Linked DNA regions of Columba livia: region 1 is linked to region 2. Evidence: chromatin contacts called from public Hi-C data. All regions are on one chromosome and are shown on one strand. Each heading gives the region's core, a stretch centred on a gene start, on an enhancer-like site or on the middle of the called end of the contact. The rest is flanking DNA. Distances are from core to core; before and after follow the strand shown.

The links. A called contact is a pair of places that touch in the nucleus more often than the background predicts.
Region 1: a contact with region 2 is called in a Hi-C map of liver, with 3 times the contacts expected there. The contact joins the promoter of GLMN here to the enhancer-like site in region 2. A contact is called at or near these places in 2 of 2 Hi-C or Micro-C datasets (crop and liver).

The regions. Positions count from the first base shown.
Region 1 is chr8:24,617,307-24,621,470 of bColLiv1.pat.W.v2, reverse strand. GLMN (glomulin, FKBP associated protein) reads right to left here and starts at 2,586. Exons shown (of 19, transcript XM_065072622.1): 1 at 1,916-2,586; 2 at 368-442. The coding sequence starts at 433. It overlaps RPAP2 (RNA polymerase II associated protein 2), which reads left to right and starts at 2,061. Exons shown (of 12, transcript XM_065072619.1): 1 at 2,061-2,169; 2 at 3,006-3,051; 3 at 3,990-4,104. The coding sequence starts at 2,109.
Region 2 is chr8:24,505,101-24,509,495 of bColLiv1.pat.W.v2, reverse strand. The region is part of intron 21 of EVI5 (ecotropic viral integration site 5); the gene reads right to left. Among named protein-coding and RNA genes, the nearest start is that of GFI1, 36 kb to the left of the region's middle. Within about 2 kb of position 1,800, at least 1 of the 3 cell types and tissues checked has an H3K27ac peak away from gene starts, as active enhancers do.

The DNA of each region.
Region 1 (4,164 bases), core at 1,337-3,836, 110 kb before region 2:
TTTAACATCTTCCACATATTAATAAAAGCTACCAAGAGCAACTACAGAAGAAAAAGCAGTAATTCAGTTTAGACTACAGCATGTTGTTTAGAAGATGTACTTCCTACAATCATCTGCTAAAGTTTCGTTACTTCAGACAGTTACTGTTGAGAACATTTTTTTCTCCAAGACGCATAAGTGATCAAGCATCTTGGGATAAGCACCGCTGAAAAGTCAATGAAACACGGAGGCTGAACTTAGCTGCCCAGTGAGGAGTTCTGATAGCAACTGTCTTGTGTTCTGGGGTCATTTTGTTTTAAAATATAATATATGAAGAGAAACACACACTGCTTACACTTGTTACTTTTATGGAGAGAAAACTACTTACACATCTTTGTACTATGGCTTGAAGTTCATCCACGGCCATTATAGTTTGACTTTGCTCTTCTGGCATTGAAAACTACTATAAATTAAAGAGTACGGTATTAAAACACATGAAGTAAAAACAGAGACTTAAAAATAATCACATTATTTTAAAAACGCCAATAGAGGAATGAGAACAACCTAAACAGACAGATATTATGTAGACTATATGATCAAAAAAAAAAAAAAAAAGCTGGAAAATGCACTTTGAAGAAGTGTACACTATATTATTCTGCTCCCCATATTTGCAGGAGACTATTACAGACAGGAAACAACCTGCATTCCACGTAAAGGGAAGGCATTTTCAAGAAGTATCAGGGTCATCTGAAGAATTCAAGAGGCCTCAGCTACTACTTGGGCATATACACTGAAAACTGCAGCTAACAGTGAGCAAGTCTGGGCTCACCACGTACCAGGGGCCCACGACACACAACGTTTCCTGTGACTGTTGTCACCAGAAGAGCTCCTGCTCAGCCCTGACTGGCACACTCTCGCCTGATGCCTGGGATGTGCAGGGCTGATCCAACCACCGGTTTATATCAACAGCCCAAGCAGGATTACATACGCAACATCACCTATTTATTTCTGCTGTCTAGGTTTGGCTTTTACCTCTAGATAGTATCATTTTAGAACTTTCTTGCTAAACACTTAAGTTGAACATTTGAGGAATGTTAAGTACAAACCAAGTTTTACGTAGTCAGGACCACGAATTATGACTAAATCAAGCTTGGTTACCCCATGTGATTTATCGTAGCAGCAGTCATAATCTTCACAGGTTTAAGAAATGCCATGTGCCTAAACCTGACAGCTGTATAACTATTTATCAAAACACCCAAGCTCCATATTTATAGAGACATTTCAGTGTAACGTCCTCAACCTCTCCTCTCGTGTTTGTCCTCAGCTAGATAACAGCACCTAGATAACTACGCTACCTGGATGTTTACAAAAAACAGGCATCCGTGTCTGAACGTTATTATTCAAAGAATAAAGAATTCACTTTCTATTCTCAACAGCCTATTTTAACATTTTTACATCAATGGATCAATTATCAATGGATCTAGCCTGTCACTTTCATGTACTTTGTGACCACACGTTGTACTATTTGAGCTCTTAATTTTATTGGATGTTACTAATCCCCCTAAAACAATTCAAATATAATTTGAACGCTAACATTCTTACATTTTCAGCCCTCAGTAACTCTGCAATATACTTACAGCCTTGAAACATGCCCTGAGCACCCACCGTGCTGCTCCGGGGATTTACCTGCTGAGCTCGTAGTCTCAGGCCTTAATACTTAACCCAGTTTCTAATTAAATCTTTTCGGCAAGAGGGCAGTATCTGAATCGCGTGGAACTTTCTGCCACGAATACTCATCAAACTCCCTCCTCTCTAACACACACCCCCCTCAGCCCCTTCTCCAGGCGGGGCACAACCCGCAGGCCGGCACACACAGGCTGCCAACGCAGCCTTTACCACACGGCCCCATTAAAGAACCACAAGGCCACCCCCTCACCTCAGTGGGCCGCCAGTGGAGCCCCGCGCCGCAGCCCCTCGGCCCCGCTCAGCCGAGCGGTCCCGCACCCTCTCCTCTCCGCCCGCCGCTCCTCAGCGCCCCGCCGCCGCCTCTCCCGCTCCCAGCACCGGCCACGCCGCGGCGCGGCTCCGCCTCCGGGTGAGAGGTCAGCGGGAGGGAGCGAGCAGCCGCGATGATGGCGGCCGGGAAGCCGCGGGGCGGCGCGCAGGGGAAGCCCAGCCGGCGGCGCGCAGGTAGGTTCCAGACTCCGCGTACCGCTCCCCCCACCCAGCGCTTTGAGCTCTCCCTGTGCCCTCCGGCCGGCACAGCGGACTCGCCCAACTCGCTATAGCGGGGGGAGCGGCGGGACGGCCGCGGGCGGCGGTGCGGGGCCGCTGCCGCGAGCTCGGCGGGCCCCGGCCGGGCCGGCTGCGTGGTCGGGGCCGGCGAGCGGCAGCGGCGGCTGGGGCCAGCGCCCCACGGCGGGCGGCTGAACGAGGCGGGGCCGAGCGCTCCGCTGTCCCCTCGGGCTGCGCCCCTGCCTTCTGCCGCCCGGCCCTTCCGAGCGGCAGGCGCGCTGCGGCCGCAGCGATCGTCCGTCCCGCTGGTCGGAAAACTGCGTCCTGGCGGTGTGAGCGTCACAGCCCGCTGTGCCCGCCCTGCTACCCTGGCCTGAGGGAGCGGCTGCCCCAGCCCTCCGGGTGGGTGGGCGGTCCGGTCCTGCCCGGAGCCCCGCCAGCGGTGGGCAGGGACGGCTGGGCTGCAGAGGCTGTCGAGAACCAGGGGGAGTGTGCGTGGCACAAAACCATTGTCAGAATTATTTTTCCTTTAGCCTTCTGACTATACAAAAGATGAATGCGAGTATGAAGAGAGCTGGGCTTCTCTGTCTTCACACTTATAAAAAGCGTGTCTAGCTAGTTGCTGAATGGTTACCAGCTTACTAAGTCACTTTCAGCCACAAAAAGCAAGTTTCCAAGCAATTCTCTTGATTATGCTCGCAGTTTAGAGGTTTTAATATTTTTCACGTTCCAATATTTTCCACTGTTAAAGGAAGTACACTGATTTCTATATTTGTATGTTTGATTTCTAGGAAATAAGCATTCAGCTGCTCTGAAGAATGAAGATGCTGCTCAAAGGTATAATTTCTAACTAACAATATGTGACATTCATGTTGTTTTGCCTCACTTTGAAATTTCATTCTCTGCTTCGCATGTTTTTTCGCTTTCCTAGAGTACCATGACTAACTTCAGGAGATCACCAGCGTCAGCATCATGCAGGCTTGTTTGAAGTAACACTATGTAACTGCTAACAGCATGCACATACATGTGTTGTATAATATGCTAGAAGTTTATAACCTCCAACATTGTGTTTCCTTACTCTATAGTGCTTGCTTTTTGCCATCTTAATTTCTTTGCATACCTGCCGTTTTTCTTTATTCACTTTAAAAACCACACTTGATAGGGAAAAATCCCACTTTCTGCCATGGGCAATTACCTGAATGTTTCTTTGGTTCTGTAGTAGAGCTAAGCTTCCAGGTGAATCCTGTAGACCTCTGTGGGTTAAGACAGCAGACTAACTGTACATTGACAACCTCCATGAGAAGTGCTGTCAGACGGAGATCAGAGACACCTAGGTGGTTGCTTTCTGGGTATTTGCTGACAATGGCTACTTTGTACCCTCACATTCAGTCTTGTCCCAGACCATTTTTCTTCTCATTCTTCATGTCTCATCGGGCTCTGATTTTCCTGTCAGCACCCCATAAATTGTCCCAGGCTCTTTGTCCAGCCAGTTCTGGGTTCTCCTCTCTTGCAAGAAGAATTGGGTGACCTTGTGGAGAAGTACCACAATGCAGTAACAGTCAGTACTTTTCCTGACTGGGGTGGAAATAAAGTAAACCAGGGTTGGAAACTCCTTTGTGGTTATTACAGAATTGCTGGTCCAGTTACTTGTTGCTTTGTTTGGCCAATGTGGTGTGATGTAGAAAAATGTAAGCCATTGTATTTCAGGAAAAAGGCCAAGATACCATTGGAGAATTGTTTATGGAAATCTGCCCTCTGTGTCTGTTCTGTTGCAGGAAAGCAGCTCTGGAGGCTGCTATGAGAAAGAAGATTGAATGTGAGAAAAAAGCATTGTCTATTGTTGAACAGCTCCTGGAAGAGAACATAACTGAAGAGTTCCTTCTGGATTCTGTAGGTGTTGCATGTTTTTATGCTATTTTACATCTTAGTGTTCAACTTCTTTTTTTTTTC
Region 2 (4,395 bases), core at 551-3,050:
CCCCAGTCTTACCACCTCTTTCAACAGACCAGCTCCACCAGCACTAGCAAGGTTAGAAAACCCTGCACCCACCACCCTAATGGCCAGCTATCACCTCTGCTCCAGGAGAACGTACAGTGTCAGCAGCCAATACACAACCAACCTCCTGCCTCAGGTTGTGCATAGAGTGGGAGCAGTACAGGCAGCGAAGCAGCAAATGAGCCCTACAGATCAAAAAAACTCCACCAGCTGTCAAACAGAACTCACTTAGGCCCCTTCAGTTTTGGAAGCTCTCATCTCATCCTGCTCTGAAGTACCAGAGTTGACTGCACTTGCACGCATGCCAAGCTGTATATTGAGAGCTCCTGAGAAGAAAAATCTGCTCCCCCCATATTTGCTTCTTAGACTGAGGAAAAATTCTGCCCACCAATAAGTATCAGTTGAGATTCATGGTTGTAGTACCATACTTAAATCCTCCTTTGTCTGGCTGTCTAAGAGAAAAACAGCTTTTCTCTATCCTCAAAATATGCAGCCTCCAGTCTCAAGAAACACACCTGATGCCTATGGAGAACTACTGAGACCTTCCATACTCATTCAGCATAGGACCAGAATGCACAGCTGGCAACACGAGGGCAGGGATAGACTGCTTCAAAGAATGCTGATTTTAAATACCTGAAACTGTGACTGTATAGTACCCCCTAAAACCAAGTCTAGCAGTAATGACAAACCAAAGTTTAAAGAAGAAATAAACAAAATACTGGAAACCACCTGGAACACACTGGAGGCTTTAAGCTTGCTTTTGCTGCTTGACCAAGGTCTGAGATAGAGAAGATCAGTGTAATCAAATTTCAGTTGCAGGTGTTTCATCTCAAGAGGAGCACAAGTACACAGTTTTATAAAACACTCTTGATCATATAAGAGTAGGAAAAGAAATAGATCACATAAGAGTAGGAAAAGAAATAGATCACATAAGAGTAGGAAAAGAAATAGATCACATAAGAGTAGGAAAAGAAATAGATCACATAAGAGTAGGAAAAGAAATAGATCACATAAGAGTAGGAAAAGAAATACACATCAACAAGAAAATTAGCTATTTTAAATAATAAGAAAGTATCTAGGGTTTTTTTCACTTTAATATCTGTGAACTTTCAAACATAGAAAAATAAACCCAAGGGTTTTATAGGCAGCCAAAATGCAGGTATACCAGATGGTTGCTGTTCCTCAGATAAGTGTATTGTCTTTATTAAAAATGTCTAGGGGTTAGGACATTTCCCTAACACCCTTAGTTTAATCTTTTCTGCCTTAGAAGTATTTACTTGGTAACAATCTGCCTCATCCTCTTTTCAGGGGAGGCTTTCAAGTTCTTTCTCTGTGGCAAAAGACACTGCATTAAAAATGTAAATGAAGGTTATTCAGAAGTGTAAATGTGGTAACTAGTGTCCTTTCAGTGACTTTACAGTGACTCATTCTAGACTTTCAAAAACACATCACTAACATCACACGCCACTATTGATAAGAGTAAAAAAAGTTTCCTGTAACTTGAAAAGATGGAAACAATTTCTTTACTCAACAGTCAGTACTTGGAAAAGTTATTAAACAGAGGTCATAGAAAGGCTTCATTCTAACGAAATAGTGCTGAAAGTTTAAACTGTGGGGGAGAGAACTAACACAATCATGGATTTCCTCTAGCGTTGTTCTCAGAGCCGCTTTGACATAGTTAGAGATAGGGTAAATGTGACAAAGTTCTCTGAACCTGCCAGGAAACATATCAGGAGGAAGTGATGTTACCCCCTGTCCAGATCAACCTAATGAAAAGAAGAATGAACTCTCATCATTTTTGCTTTAAGATTACTCAGACCTAAGACCAGTTTCTATATTACAGAGCATGCTCTGTTCCTCCCCAGCACAAACCAACCATGGATAATTTTAGGAGGACGCTATAAGTCACCAGCCTGAATAGAAATGGAGGGAGAGGGATTAAGTTGCAGAGCGGAGACAGCAGCTGCCCCAGCTCTACTTCCTCAGTCTGCCTTCACTTTCACTGGCCTAGTGCTCCTTACCTTAGTCAACTGATTGATCCTAGCTTGCAACTGATTTAACCTTGCCTGAATTGCTCTAAAGCCTCTTTTTAGTCCGTCCTTCCTGCAACTATTGCAGGGGAAATAAAAAAAAAAAAAAGCACACCACAATCAAAAGAGACAAAAATGACACCAACAGACCAACAGGACTGCCCATATGCAATCAGAAGGAACGCTTGCTATTATGCCAGAAGTGTGGCATACCTTGGTAGACATTTCGTGACAGCTTTAGGAAAGCACACACAAGCTAAAAACAATAGGGTTTTAAAGGCTGATATTAAGAAGTTAAAAGCATTTGCTTGTTGCAGTTTGAAGCTATCAGACCAGTTCAACTGAAAACAAGAAAGACTAATTCCCTGAGGAAACAAACCTGAGGTTTCGCTGTTTGACTATAGACATAGAGAGAGACAATATCCATTCCTTAGTCCTGGTTCTCTACATCTTACAAACGGGTGGGAAAAAAAAAAAAAAAGGATCAGTATAAGTAGATTGGCCAAAACAAGTCAGTTATAGAATGTGAACATCTAACTTTTGTGAGAAAGTAGAGCACCTATTGAAGAGAACAGCTTCTCCTCAGTGTGGAGGTACAAAAAACAGCAGCCCAGCCATCCAAAAATTCACCCTTCTTTTGTTGGTAATTTGCTTAAACGTCCTGCTCAAAGCCCAGAAGCCTGCTAAATACTTCCAAGCTATGTTTGCTTCCCAAGAGTTTCATAAGCTGAACTGGCAATTGAGAGAAAAATAAGGAGAGGAAAGAGGAGAAAAAGGCTGACAAAGTAAGCCTTTGTTTATACATAACTTCAGTGTTTTTCTTCGCCACTTCTGGGGCTTAGGTATATGCAACATAAGTTAAACTTCAGTTACACTTCAATTTTGTGTTATTTTTGCTAAGGAATGACTCATGCATTTGTTTAAAACTACCTATCATGTATTTGACTATTCCTTGTACCTCAATATGCTTACACAAAAGTTTAAAAGCTTAGCATTGGGAACTGAATACCTGACCAGGATAAAATGACATTCAGAATATACAAAAAATAATTTCTTAACATAATAATCTGACATCTTGCTGCAGAATTACATCTACTATTAAATGAAAGAGTTCTCTCTTTCTCCCTCTCTGTTGCTATTGCTAACCAAAACAAGGAGTTACCCAGAAACTGTGATTTAAATCTAGCATTTGAGTGTGACATGAGATCAGTTCTTATGTGGGAGTAGTGATACTCTGCATTACAAATTTAACACCAGTGTCTTGCACCTACACCTACATGAACATTTAAAAGAAAAGTACACAATTTAGGTTGAACATTGCTATGGACTTTGTGGACATGGCACTGAATCCCTAAAGCTTCTTAGAAAAGCACTACTTTCCTCAGAAAAAGGAAGGTTATGCGGCAAGTTAACTTCCTCCCTTCATCTTTATCAGCTTTGAAACAATATGACAAGTAGACCTATTTGTGATGCTCCATGTAAAAAGCACAATTACTTTGAGACTGACACCTATGCTCTAAGACTGGCTAAATGTATTTATGGTATTCAATATTGCATTTCAAGCCATTAATGCAAATACAGATTAAAAGGCCCTCTGCTCCCCACATCAGGTCACAGCAATTCCAGTTGACAAGCTGAATGGAAGACAAAGGGAGTCACCTCTTTCTCCAGTGAGGAGGAAGTTACCTAGATTTTCAATTTGCTTAAAAGGCAGCTTTTGTTTAAGCTCTGTTATCAGTTACACGTCTTACAGTTTACAAGCTTTAGGAGTTAAGGCTTTCCAACTCCATTATTACTTTTTTTTGGTGCAGGTGTTTCAGAGGCCTTTGAGCATGAGTACCCAAAAAGGAAGTTGTGATCATAAGTTTCATATTTGCTGGCAAAACACCCTGCTCAAAAATACCTATTTGCTTACAGAATCTTACAAAAAAAAAAAAAAATCTGTCACAGCCCAATAAAAGCATTGCAAGTCACATCTAGGGTGTCAAAAACAAGTAAATTGCTGCAGGAACTTATTTCTACTAAATCACTTTTTTGTGTGTTTATACAGTTAACACTCAAAACCTGTATTTCACAACCGAAGAAGCTGTATTTCAGGCTAGTATAAGTTTGAGATTAGTAGTTCACCAAAACCTAACAGGGCAAACTCATTAAATTAGAAACATGAACCACAGCCACAGAATGACTTCAGATCATATGCAAAGAAAGCACAGCCATTCTTTCTTGTGCAGAAAATCAGGAATCTTACAAAGAGACTATAAATCAGAAATCATTAACATGTGATCATCTAGGAACACCAAAAAGATTGGAAATTGAAGTGTGCTTTAGTAGGTAACAAAAAACAAGG